Linked DNA regions of Mus musculus: region 1 is linked to region 2. The links are chromatin contacts, called in public Hi-C maps. All regions are on one chromosome and are shown on one strand. Each heading gives the region's core, a stretch centred on a gene start, on an enhancer-like site or on the middle of the called end of the contact. The rest is flanking DNA. Distances are from core to core; before and after follow the strand shown.

Evidence for each region. A called contact is a pair of places that touch in the nucleus more often than the background predicts.
Region 1: a Hi-C map of pancreatic cancer cells shows a contact between it and region 2, with 5 times the contacts expected there. The contact joins two enhancer-like sites. A contact is called at or near these places in 2 of 15 datasets of contacts at CTCF or cohesin (large pre-B cells and pro-B cells), 7 of 484 Hi-C or Micro-C datasets (liver, muscle stem cells, nephron progenitors and 3 more) and 3 of 115 datasets of contacts at active chromatin or transcription factors (the 230-238 cell line, double positive thymocytes and pancreatic cancer cells).

Annotation. Positions count from the first base shown.
Region 1 is chr11:88,552,740-88,559,033 of GRCm38.p6, forward strand. The region is part of intron 6 of Msi2 (musashi RNA-binding protein 2); the gene reads right to left. Among named protein-coding and RNA genes, the nearest start is that of 0610039H22Rik, 63 kb to the right of the region's middle. Within about 2 kb of position 4,877, at least 83 of the 459 cell types and tissues checked have an H3K27ac peak or open chromatin away from gene starts, as enhancers often do. A contact at or near this core is called in muscle stem cells and pancreatic cancer cells, where this site is marked.
Region 2 is chr11:88,495,825-88,502,880 of GRCm38.p6, forward strand. All of the region lies in intron 6 of Msi2 (musashi RNA-binding protein 2), which reads right to left. Among named protein-coding and RNA genes, the nearest start is that of 0610039H22Rik, 120 kb to the right of the region's middle. Within about 2 kb of position 2,842, at least 58 of the 459 cell types and tissues checked have an H3K27ac peak or open chromatin away from gene starts, as enhancers often do. A contact at or near this core is called in muscle stem cells and pancreatic cancer cells, where this site is marked.

The DNA of each region.
Region 1 (6,294 bases), core at 3,627-6,126, 59 kb after region 2:
TGTCTGTAACTCCAGTTCCAGGGGATCTGATACCCTCACAACAATGCATATAAAATAAAATTTAATTAATTAAAACAAAACAAAACAAACACCCTGGCCTCATCATCTCTGCAGCCCAAGCCAGCAGATCTCAGACTGCAAGATGCACAGCAGCATACAGAACACACTCCATTTCTCACTCCTAGAGAGGCAAACTGGGATGTTCAGACTCAGGCCACTGCCACTTAGGGCCAAAAATTAACACCAAATTGGCCTTGGAGGGAGGAGCATACTCCCTGCATCTCCCTGCTCAGCCATCTTGTCCCTGCAAGTCATCAGCCCAGGCGAGGGAGTGGGTGGTTCTGAAAACCCATCCCCGTCAATGGAAACAAAACATAAAGGCTGTGCTCACATCCATGGGTTACCAGCGTCACTGCCTCCCACAGAAGGCCGCGCTGCTCAGCCTGAAAACATTCTCTCCAGTGTGGCCAGGTGCCTGCTGTGATGGGGCAGCAGCAGGGGGCAGTGTTGACAGGAAAGAGATCCCAGAGCTCCGTCTCTTAGCCTCAGGAAAAAGACTGGAGGCCAGTTTTTGAGCCTTTTGCCTTCTGGGCTTCTGTCTCCTCAGGTCCGGTCCCTAAAATGTCTCTTCGGCTCTGTATTTCAGGTGTCAACTCACCAGGCACAGACAGTGTAGCGAGGCTCTCCAGGATAACGAGAGACCCAGAACAAAACCTGTCTGCCCACCCTTCTCACTCAGGATCACATGTGGACACAGCCATGGGGCACAGCAGTGAGCAGACACTGGCCTCAGTTTCCGGTTATGTGAGCCTGCAGAGGCTGCTGCTCACTTAAGAACTGGAGAAGTCTGACAAATTATAAACAGGCATGCTCACTTTTTAGAAGACAAGCTCCAGGGCAAAGAGGCCTCTCTGCCCTTTGGCAGTCGTGTAGGTCTCCTACCTTCTCTTGGCCTCTTTTAGCTACATGCTAGACTGAAAGCTTAGCTCTGACTCAGCCAGACCAAAGGTGCTGATCAAACCCAGGGTAGGCCTAGCTGATAAGGAATAGCTGGCCGATGTTGAGTTGACAGATACAAGGGTCATAGAAGTCTTTAATCATGAGATAGCAAACACTGTAGTGTTGAAGAAGAAACGAAGCCCAGTCTGGCAGCGCACTTGGTACCTGTAATCCCAGCATTTGGGAGGCAGAGACAAGAGGGTCCCATTTAAGGCCATTTTCAGATACATAGTAAATTTTAGGCCAGACTAGAGGCTACATGAGACCCTGTCTCAAAACATTTATTAAATAAGGGGGGTGGGGCGAGGTCTGTGGCTTTCCATCCCAAGCTGGGCCTAGAAGGGTGACCCTTTCTTTGTTCCTTTAACCCATTGTTTGCACACAGATGACTGTCATCGCCCGTCTGGCTCATCTCTGAATGCCCTGCCTCCCCATCCGGTAGCCACATCTCAAAATGGCTATGATGCCTTCCGGGTCAAAAATGGTCAACAGTAATTCAAGGTCAAAATAACGCCCTGATTTTGAGGAGATCAGCATTAAGGATCACTTGTCCAGTCCATAATGCCTCAGCCAGGAAGCCTTGCTGATTCTGAACTGCTCGGCCCATAACTCAAATATCCCAGGCACAAGATTATAAAGTACTTCCAGACTGCGGGCGGGAGAGAGGCGCAAGCTTTCTTCGTCCATTGATACCTTGTAAGCAGCATTTGAATTCGGGCAGACCCTTTCCACACTGGGTTATAAGTCTCTAGTTCTTTATCATTGCAACTCCTCGCTCTGGTTCTTGTATAGACATGGGGCTATCACAGAACTTAATGACTGGCCAGGAAATGACCCTAAATCCTCTGGTCTGCAAGTCCCTTCAAGCCAAAGATCCTGTCCTGCACCTCAGAAAAATCTTCAACATCCATCTTGCCCATGATAGCGAACGTTACTTCCAGATAAGGCTGGGATTGGCCTGCCTTCAAAACTCCTTCCCCCCATCAAGAGAGAGAGGAGGAGGAGGAGGAGGAGGAGAAGGAGAAAGAGAGAAAAATCCAGTTTCTATCATCAGCCAAAAAGGTGATTCTGCAATGCCCCCCAGTCAGGCAATCCCACAGAAATGTCACAGTCTCAGGGAAAACTAATCTTCACCCAGACCCACCAAGTCCCACTCAGCTTTCCATCCACCTGAGAGACCCCACAAAGCACAAAGCCCGAACAAATACCTCTACACATCTCAGGAATCAGACACTTAAGGAAGGTGTCCACATCTTCACTGAGACCTGGGACAGATACAAAAGGCAATTAACTCCCTCTTGACCAGTGAGCTTCGTGCTCAGGGCCCTGGTTTCCTCCTAACACAGTGTGGGGGTGTTCCAGGCTATGCCCCCTGTTCCAGCTATCCTCCCTGCTCTTCTGACGAAAGCCCTCAACCTCAACCCACTTCCAACTTTTCTACCCAGGAAAGATCATAATTTTGAAAATTTCTTAGAGGGAATATTCCGTTTCCTTAACTGAACAGTGGCTTTCAAAATAGCCCTGACCTTCCTGCCCCTCCCCCTCTCTTCGTCACCGAGCAACAGAAATTAAATTGATTCCCGCTATCAGCACTCTGCATCTCAGTGATTATACCCAGCCACCAGAAAGTCAGCTCTCTCTCCATCCCGCCAACCAAAAGCCTGTTGCTAAATCCAACCCCACAGCTTGGGAAGGAGGGGGTATGGAGGAAGGGGGGTACCCCAAGGGCACAGGTAACAATTTATGCCCCCCTTGTCAATGTGGTCTTATCTCTGTGGCCAGCTCCTTCTGAGAAATGGCAGGCACCCGTTACTGAATCCCCAGAGGGTTGCTTATGGGACCCCTGCTGTTTGGGACAGGTGGCCCAGTGGGGAACTGAAAATTTATGGTCCTCACTACCTTCCTTTTCCTTGTCCCTTTCACTATGCAGAGGGATGCCTGGCTTGTCTCAGGGGACAGGGGACTGGTTCCAACCCATGACTTGGGAAAATGTACGGAAGGCAGAGACTACAGAGGACGAGCCTCCCCCAGAGAGGCCCCTGTGCTTTCTGTCCACAGCACCTACGGCAATCTGTAATTACAAGTGGATTCATATCTGTGTAGTGCTGGTCTGTCAGTTTTCCCCTCTAGATTAGGCCCTGTAAAGGCCAGACCTTCCTTTCCACAGCAGGGTGAACATGTATTAAGTCAGGTCCTAGTGATACAGACTCAGAAATCGGCTACTCAAGAGACTGAGGCAAGGCTGTCTGGACTACAGAGCTTGTTTAAGGACAGCCCTGACAACCCCATCTCATAAAGCAGACTGGAAAGGGACTGCAGCTCAGTGGTAGATCATTCACCTAGAAGACCCAAAGGCCTGGATTCAATCTCAACACTGTAAAACCAAGGCGGAAATGCTTTACGGCCAGCCAGCTACTAGAAACAGGATGTGAACTTTCTGGTAGGGCCCCATCGGGAATTGTTTGATCCACTTGTAACACAAGAACACAAAGTCCTCCTCTTTTCTTTCCTCATACCTCTGGCCAGAAAAATGCAGCCCTGTCTCGTGTGGAAGAAAAGAAAGCGCCAAGGACAGAGCTTTGAGGAAGGGCTTCTGTGCACATTAGACTCAGCTAGGTGCTCACCCATGAAAACCAACTTTTCTTTCTCTCCCCAGACCTTCACATATGTCCTTGATTTAACACCCAGGCCACCCCACTGCCATGCTGAGATCCCCAGGAATAGCAGTCTCCTCCCATCAGCTCCTCCCAGAGAGCAACTGTGAGTTTCAGTCTACTGGCACCCAAGAGGTCTGGCTCAGAGTCATCTGTGAGGGTGACATGCAAGGAAAACCAAGGGCCTTCATTTATTTATTTTTGCCTCACTTTGTCCCAAAGGGACTGGAAGCGTCTTAAAAAGATAACTTACAATATGATTTAGAGAGAGAGAGAGAGAGAGAGAGAGAGAGAGAGAGAGAGAGAGAGAGAGAGAGAGAGGAAAGGAAGGAAGGAAGGAAGGAAGGAAGGGAGGGAGGGAGGGAGGGAGGGAGGGAGGGAGGGAGGGAGGAAGGAAGGAAGGAAGGAAGGAAGGAAGGAAGGAAGGAAGGAAGGAAGGAAGGAAGGAAGGAAGGAAGGAGGAAGGAAGGAGGAAGGAAGGAAGGAAGGAAGGAAGGAAGGAAGGAAGGAAGGAAGGAAGGAGGAAAGATAGATAGATAGATAGATAGATAGATAGATAGATAGATAGATAGATAGATTGATTGATTGATTGATTGATTGATTGATTGTGAGGAAATGAACCGGGATGGGAAATAACAAAAATTCAAAAGTTGGGTTATTGCCCAAAAATATATCTCACCAACTGGCAGAGACACTCCCAAGGAATTCCAAACCCCACCCTGTGGGGGAGTGGAGTGGGGTGGGCAATACTCTCCTGAGGTTCAGGGGTACATGTCACCTGCCACCCAAGTCTCCCATTCCACTTTGGAGACTCAGGAGCAGTGTGCACAGCAGTCTCCAGGCTGCAAGCCTCTCTGATGTCCTGGTGTCAAATGGCTCTCAGCTGGGGAGAAGCAGGTGGCTGGAGTCCCCCACAGCCCCACCCCAGGAGAAGGGAAAAAGCAGGGTGGGGTGGGGGTGGGGTGTTTCCTTCCAAACCAGAGCACATTTTTGTGGCGTGATGGCCTCCTCAACCTCTGGGGAGGGCTCAAGGCTAATCCTTCCAAATCTAAAACTTATGTTTTTGTGTGTGCGTGTGTACAAATGTGTGAGCAGACGTGTACCACAGCATGCACATGGAAGTAAAAGGACAATTAGCAGAGTCAGTTTTCTAAGCTTGGTAGCAGGTGCCTCAGCTTTAGTGATTCACAGTTGTCACAAAGGAGTGGCTTTACTGGAATCCCCACAGCAATCCATACCCTAACGGCTAAGGTTACACTCAACTTTCTACCTCTGTACACTCTGGAAGGTTCCCTGCCCCAAACCAAGTTATCCTGGGCTGCCCATATCCATGCTCATCTTTCTGGAACAAATCTCTCAGCTTCTATTTAACATAGAAGCCTGCCTAGTTTCACCCTAGCTGAGCCAGGTCCAGCCTGGATCTCTCTCCCTTCATTTGCAGACTGGCTATTACGGTTTTGGTTCGGTTTGGTTCCACACTTTGCAGAGAACCCAATAATACCCAGAACACCAGCACACCCGTTTTCCTAGAAATTTATGATCAGGCATTCTTCATTCCTGTATCATCTGTTCCCAGTGTTCTGCATAATGGCAAATATTTACTGAGTGCACTTCCTGTGCTGAGCCCCTGACTGGGTCCCTTTCATAAACTCGCTCATTCACTCCTGGCTGTGGCCCAAGAAGGCAGTGCCTTTATTTTTTCTCCCATTCCATGGATCAGCATACTGAGTCTCAGTGAGGGCCAACTCCTTGTCCCAGGGGTACTTCTAGATACCACACCTATGTTTATTTCCTTTCAAAGCTCTTCACCACTACAGAGCACAGCAATGCCTCCCCTGCTTTCACCATCCATTACAAAACTCTCCTGGGTTCAACAGTTTGGTCACTGGGTTAGGTTCCCCTCCCCTAGGCATACATTTACCCCAAGGGCTGAACCAGTGCCATGACAGTACAGGAAATAACTGCAGGGGTCATGGCCTCACAAGGCCTGGGCTCCACTCTTACTCAAGACCCACAACTTCTCAGACGTCCAGTCTCCCATGTGCTGAGGGGAGCTAATCACCACCCTTCGGTGTCTCCTCAGGCACAGCTAGGATAACACTCAAATACAGGGCTTCCTAGACACAAAGAATTTTCAAGGAAGGGTGAGTTTCTTTACCCCCTCAGACAATCCCACATGGAACATAAATCCATCACTCAGTGCCACCTGAAGAGCAACAGACTCATCATGGAGGGCCTGGGATGTCCCCAGTGGGCCTTCCTTTGAAAGAGAGTCATCCCCCAGTTTTCCTGAGTGGTGAGGCTCTGGACAGTAAAAACGATTTTCTAATTAAGTGGTAAACATGCTATATTGACTTGAAGTGCAAAAGGGACTCAGGGGAGGAGGACAGTGGATTAGAGAGAGAGAGATGCAGCCCAAGGATTGGCTGGGCCTCAGGCCAGGTTGCCTCTAGTGGCCCTGAGTCTCCCCAACTCAATCCCCAGGGAACTGGGACTAGGTGACCTTTAAAAACACAGCCTTTGTCCTTTGTTTGCCAAGAGAGCCTTCCAGAGGCTTCGCTTCCAGTGGTTCTTAAAAATCCCACTTCTTCCCTTTGCTCCCAAGGCTGCTCACGTGAGCCACCGGGAACCTTCCTGGCAC
Region 2 (7,056 bases), core at 1,592-4,091:
CAATGAGATGGAAGATTCCTGTCACTTGAGTCATTCCTGGAACAAACAGGATGACTTTTACTGAGACAGGACATCAACTTCCAGGGCCCAGCATAGCCTGAGCTCTGGGCTGTCTGCATCCAGCTAGGACAGCAGATGAAGGGGTGGTGCTGCCATGGTGTGTGGCCACGTGAATCACTGTCCAGCCCAAAAGGGAGGGAATGAATGATGAAGTACTCAGAGTGGCTGTCCCTCATCCTAGCACCTGGCGTCCAATATAGCCCTGGCTAACCCGTAGTAGCTGCTCTGAAGGGATAAATTCTCCATTGCAAGTTACTACTAACACATGTTCAAGCCCTGACTTTTCATCTGGTGTCAGGTGGCTTGGCCCCATGACTAATGTATGGTTAAGAGCCACACAATGCCACTCTGACTAGGTGACTAAGGAATGCATTGAGATTAGATACAGAGGCAGGCAGATTTCTGAGTTTGAGGCCAGCCTGGTCTACAGAGTGAGTTCCAGGACAGCTAGGACTACACAGAGAAACCTCGAAAAACCAAAAGAGAGAGAGAGGGATTAGATACCAATGCCTATTGTTCTTCTCTTCAAGGGCACCACTGTAGAAGGTCCTGGCTTCATTTAAGGAAATTTGGATTTGAGGGAGGGAGGCTTTGTCGGGGGGGGGGGGGGTGTTCCCTTCTAGTTTGTTCTCAAGGCATGTAAGATAACTAGTCTTATTATTATTATTTTTGAGTTCCATAACATTTAGATTCAAAACCAGCACACTCGATCTTGGCGACAAGCCATCTGGAGCTAAGGTTGGACATGGCTTCCAAAACTCACAGCCACTTTCAAAGGTCAAAGATTTATCACCACAAGGAGACTCAGAAGAAAGTGCCAGAGTTTGAATCCGAGTTCACAGTTGAACCATTTGAAAACACACAAATGGGAGGCAGGCTCTGTGGAGTAAGTATGTAAAGATCCCTGCTTAGAAGAGGAGGCATTGCATTCATAGGAACAAAGCCCTGGTCTTGATGCTTCTGGATACAGTGCGGGAGGAGTTAAGAAAGGGACTCACATGCGCACCACACGTGGATAAAGAAGAGGCAGAGAAACAACAACAACCTGAAAAATCAATGTAAAAGAATCTTAAATCCAAGGACCTCCTAGATCCCCATCTATGCAAGCAGCTAAGTGAAGTGGGGCTCATCTGTATATCAGGGCTGAGGGGGAGGAGCTAGGAGGATCCCAGCTTTGCTCTCCAGGTGAATTAGCGAACTCTAGGTTCTGTGAGATACCCTGTCTCAAAAATAAAGATGGAGAGAAAGACATTTTTGGTTGACCTCTTCCCTACACACACACACACACACACACACACACACACACACACACACACACACACACACACACACATCTCTTCAATGGGCACAAAAAACAGCTTCCATCTTTGCTTAAATTTAACCAAACGGGCTAAGCACATCCAGATGCAAATATCTTAACATCTCCAGAAAGATAACAAGGCAGACATCTTTTGATTGCATATGCTTTCCAAAGGGCAGGCTTCTTTTTCCTCGATCCCTATGCGATCAGGGAAGACCTCTCAACACAAAATGGCTGCTTGCGGAACATACCCAGGGAACACGGCATCAGTGACAAACCAAAGAGTGTACTTACAGCCTGAGGAAAAAGAGTGTACCCACAGCCTGAGGAAAAAGCACTGTTTATTCACTCTCGAGACATCTGGAACTCGAAAGAGGCCACAAGCTGTCTTTATCACATCTCTGTGCATACAAATACACAACGGAAAATTACAGGTCCCTCTCATCTACCAAATGAGCCATAATGACCCCACAGGTTTCCCTGGGTCCCTAAGTCTCTCCTTTTGGAACATTTATCATGAGAGGGAAGCTTGGGGCAGATGAAAGGCAGGGAGGAGAGTGGGCACCTTTCCCACGGAGGCAGCTCTGATCACGGCTAATTGCCCTGTTGGGGTCCTGTGTGGCCAGACGCAGGTGAGCATGTCTTAAAAGAAAATGTCTCACCTTTGTGAGCCCTGGAGATATGGAAGACCCGTCCACTGTCTTTTGTAAATTCATGCTGGGTAAGTGTGCAGATAAGACCAGTATTACATTATGATGCGTCTTCATGCATGAAAGTCTATTTTTAAAGAGAGTCTGTGGGAGGGTGGCTCCCGAGAGTAGGGCACGGCCAGAGGACCGGGAGGTAGAAAGGAAGGCTGTTTGTAGTTAGAAAAGTCTCTGCCACAGAATAAAACCGTGCCTTCCCCGGAGAGGAAAACTCATTAAAGCCCGTCTTCAGTTCCTACAGAGCACGGTTGTCCCCAGAAGCTGTCTTCTGCCTGCATCGACACCTTGTCCTTCCACCCGATCGCACCTTACACACCAGCTCTTGAATGGCTATGTGACAATCCACCAAGTGGCACAGCCCTGACTTTAGACCATTTACCCCTGCTTACAAAGCCGGGTGCCACCTCCACAGTCATGGACCGCCTGTTTGGGAAATTCAGGCAAGACGCTTCTGGTAGACTAGGAGATGAGTTTATACTGATTAACTTGTTCAGTTAAGTCTGGACGGCCTACCATCCCTCTACCCCCTTTTAGACAGGATCTTATTACTTAGCCCTGGCTGGATGGGAATACACAGAGATCTACCTGCCTCTCTTCCTGAGCGCTGGGAGGGCCCCTCTCCAACTTCCCCGAGCACTCACACTTGCTCTCAATGCTTCCATCATAGGGGTTTTATGCTCTACTCTGAAACTTTCCCTTTATCCCAGTCGTGCTCTTAACACACATAGCTCCAGGCTGTGTCATCCAGCTTGCCCTGTAACCATCATACCCCTCCCTCCCCTGTGGCCACACCTCTTCCGGCAACCATTCCCCTGTAGCCACACCCCTCTCTCTGTCTGAGCTCTGCTCCATCGAAGAACAGCTTCTACAGTCACTCTGTGCTCACCTCTCACTCCCGTCCTTGAATGGGCCCCTTCATTTCTCCGCCATTGCCTATCACATCAATATTCTGGGACCTCAAATTCTCAAGTGTCTTAATATCAAGCTGCACCCCATGCCAACCCACTCCCTTTCCCCCAGGCTCAGAGCTTGACTTCCTGGTATATTCCTCTTCTCTGCAGTTTTACTCTCCATGTGTTCACTGAATAGGAAATTCCAAAAATAAACAACTCACTAGATCTTTGTCCTGTCCTGTCTGGGATGTGAGTTTCCTCTTTGCTTACTGTATACAGATGGCTGAGGCCACCTGCTCAAGCCTGGTAGACATCTTGGTTATCATTTCACCTGCGTGGTTTTATAGTGCTTATGCTCAAAGATCCCTTATGGCCTCCTGGCAGTCTCGAAGCACAAGGGCAGGGAGACTGACACTTAAATACACCAAAAAGAAACTATACAGCACCACTTTTAAGTGAAAAGGTGAAAGTTCTTGATTTAATAATGAACAAAAGGTAGTTGAGTGCTGTCATGAGGGTCCACTTGTTGAAAATTGTGAAGCAGAGAAGGATTCACTCTACTTCTGCAGTTGTATTTTTTTTAAGATTTATTTATTTATTACATGTAATGTACACTGTAGCTGTCTTCAGACCCTCCAGAAGAGGGCGTCAGATCTCGTTACAGATGGTTGTGAGCCACCATGTGGTTGCTGGGATTTGAACTTCGGACCTTCGGAAGAGCAGTCGGGTGCTCTTACCCACTGAGCCATCTCACCAGCCCTGCAGTTGTATCTTAAACTGCAAGAGTTTAGACCACAGGGCCTGATAGCCTGATACGCACTCATCAGGATTGGAAAAGGCAATGAAGAGAGAAAGAGAGAGAGAGAGCATACGGGATATGGATCCATCTTCAGTTCCCATTTTTGGTTTTTTTTTTTTTTTTCCTAATTCTTCTCTCAGACATTGCATCCCAACCAGTTTCCCCTCCCTCCACTCCTCCCAGTTCCCCAGGTTCGGTTTTGTACTGGGAGTCTTGGCATATATTCCTCAAGTATTAGGGAAGACCTGTGTATTCCTTCCTTTGACAGGCCTCCCTCCTGACATGTCCCTCACTTGCTCTGCACTTCTCTGGCTGCTACTGATTCTGTCAGGGTGTAACTGCCTACTTTTCCTCACGGGTCACTGCAAACTTTTCAGGATTCTACTGGCCACAGGGCCCTGTCCAAGTTCACATGACTGGCCTAGCGCAGGTTAGACCAAACTTACCTTCCAGCTTTATATCTCTCTATCCCCACCAAATGCATACCCTATGGTCCATCTACAGCTCAATTGCTCTCCACTCAATCCCCTCTGGCTCCTCCACTTATGGGAAACCTGCCTGAGTCCAACCTCTATAGGGGGGAGAAACAGATAGGAGACCTGATAAATTCAGGCGCTTCCCTTCCCAGGCCTGGCCATGATGGCTGGGCACTTGGCCTTAGGCACCGGCAGGAAAGAGGATGGAAGTGAGAGACAGGAGAGAAGGGGGTCTGTGCAGGGAAGAAGCAAGCCGAGAAGGTAGTACTCTGGTGTCAGCTACCTTTAAAAGTCAAAAATGGAAAGCAGAAACCAAACTGAGGAATCTAGCAAGTTAAAGCTACAGCCAGGGAAGGAAAGAACGCTGAATTAAAACCACTCTGGCCCCAGCACCTCCCTGTACAAGTCCTACAGCTTCTGCCTACTCTAACCTTGCCCTAGACCAATGGATCCGTGGCATTCTTGGATAGACAAAAGGCAGCTCTAGGTCTGGAGAATTGGCTCATCAGGTAAAGTGCTTGTCCCTAGCACCCATGTGACAGGGCAGCCCAGCGACAATCAACACTCGGGAGACAGAAACATCCGATCCCTAGAAGCCGCTCAGGGAGAACAACTGAATCAGAAGGCTCTGGGTTCAAGGGAGAGACCCCACCGCAACAGAACAACGAGGTGGAGAGCAAGCAAGGAAGACGCTTGATGTCAACCTCTGGCTCATGTGTGTGCATGTCACACACACACACACACACACACACACACACACACACACACACACACATTCAACCAATAACCAAAAAACAAAAAAGGAAACTCTGGGGACTGCCCACTTCCTTGGACTCTAAGATCCAGGATCTTACGGGACAGTGACCTTGGGGTAGTTGACACATGTGTGCTGTTAGTCTATCAAAAAGGGCCATGCAAACATTTTTACTTTTTAATGCATGCATTACATATGCATAGCAGAAGCGACTGAAGAGAAGGAGAAAATACCAGTTATTTTTTTTTTTTATAAATTTTCGTTTTTGCTTCCCACACCTTTTCTTAGTACTGTGTGCACAAGAGAGATAACATCTTTAATTTTTAAAAGGAGCTATGCAGGGGATAATATGGTGAGGGACATTTATTAATTTGCAACTCTTTGTACCTCAATTATGGAGACTTCATCCCCAGGAATACACTGCTCCTGCCCAGCTGAATGCAAAGGAATTCCCAGTCAGCCCTCTTTGGTTCCTTGGACTCACATCAGTCTCTAAGCCACCCCTGAACTGTGATTTATATGACAGCTTGGGAAAAGCCAATTGGGGACAATCAATGAACAGACAGAGACAGGCCTGGTGAACGTGCATGAATTAAAAGCAAAACTCCATTGTAATAGGAACAAGATTCTAATCACTACACCTAATTACAAAGAGGAGTAAATCACGGGGAAAAAATTAAGTGTCTCATACAGAACAAACAAAGCAATTAGTCATAAACAGAAGCCCAGGGTCTGGTGAACAGGCTGGAACCCAGACCCGAACCTAGCTATACATCTGCTCCCAGGGCTGCATCAGCATCACGGAGGGTGGATGGCACCTCAGCTAAGGAAGAATGGGTGACAGGCCCCCGATGTATGCACACTGTGCAGTCTCTTCAAAACCTTCTAACCCTAGCAACAAAATCCCTGCACCAGGTATAGGTGCAAACCTTCCTGGATGACAAAGCCGTTACTGACTTAATGGGAAAGCCGCCTCTAGTCACACCCCTTGGTTGTTAATGACAAAATAATCAAAGGAGTGAATTCTTATTGCACCGGACGAGTTATCCGATTCACATATCACATTATGCCCTTGAGGGAGGCACTATCATCACCGTCTGCATCTATAAACAAGGAAATTCAGATCCTGAAGGCAGAGCATTTTGGCTTCGGACACCCTGTGTGTGAGGGGCAGGGTCTGGGTTTAAAGGCAGTCCCATGAGACCCCCATTTTGCTGTGTGCTACTTCATGTTTAGAGAGTCTGGAGGCTACTCACCCACCAGTGCACTCTCTGGGTAAGATATAGTGGACTGTATTTAGATTTTCTATAATGCAATACCTTTATAAGGAATGTATTAATTTTTATAATAAGAGAATAAAGAATTCAAAAGTGAAAAAAAAAAAGGCAGTGGCGGACTTCCAAGTTCAGGCCCCTAAACTCGGTGCCATGTTCCTTATAGAATGGGAAAGGTGAGTGGCGTCTACACCGCGCCCAAATATCGTGAAGAAGTAAGTGCTGAGGTTGCAAGGCCTGATGTACACTAGACATTCCCAAAACGCCTTTTTCTTCTATGCTCCCTTTCTGTGTCTTCCTCCTAGGGAGCTATGGGAAGACACCAGAGCCACAATGACCTCTCTCTGTGCCTGTACTCTGCATCTGTCTGCAGTCCTTGTGAGTGCTGAGTGGCTGCAAACATAAAAGACTACTTGCTTTGGACAAGTCTAGCTCAGGCACTCAGGTCCCTACAGCAAAGACGGCTGCTGATGTCTTTGGTGGGGGCTGCTCCTTCAGATTAAGCCCTCCCCCAGGGGCCAACTCAGTGGTCAAGGGCTCTGGTCTCCAGGGTCACAGAGAATGGACTCCACATGTGATATGTCAGAACCCCACAGTGACCTTGGGCAAGCAACAGAAGGAGGCACTTACCGCCCTGAGCCCCAGACAGCGGCATGCTCTTTAGATGGGAATGAAATGAGTTGATGTCTATAAACAGGTACACATGGAAACTTGCCAAACGGTAGCTTCTGATGCTGCCGCCTCGTGACTAGTTACAGTTGTTCAATTTATATAAAGGCCACTGAGTGCCCTC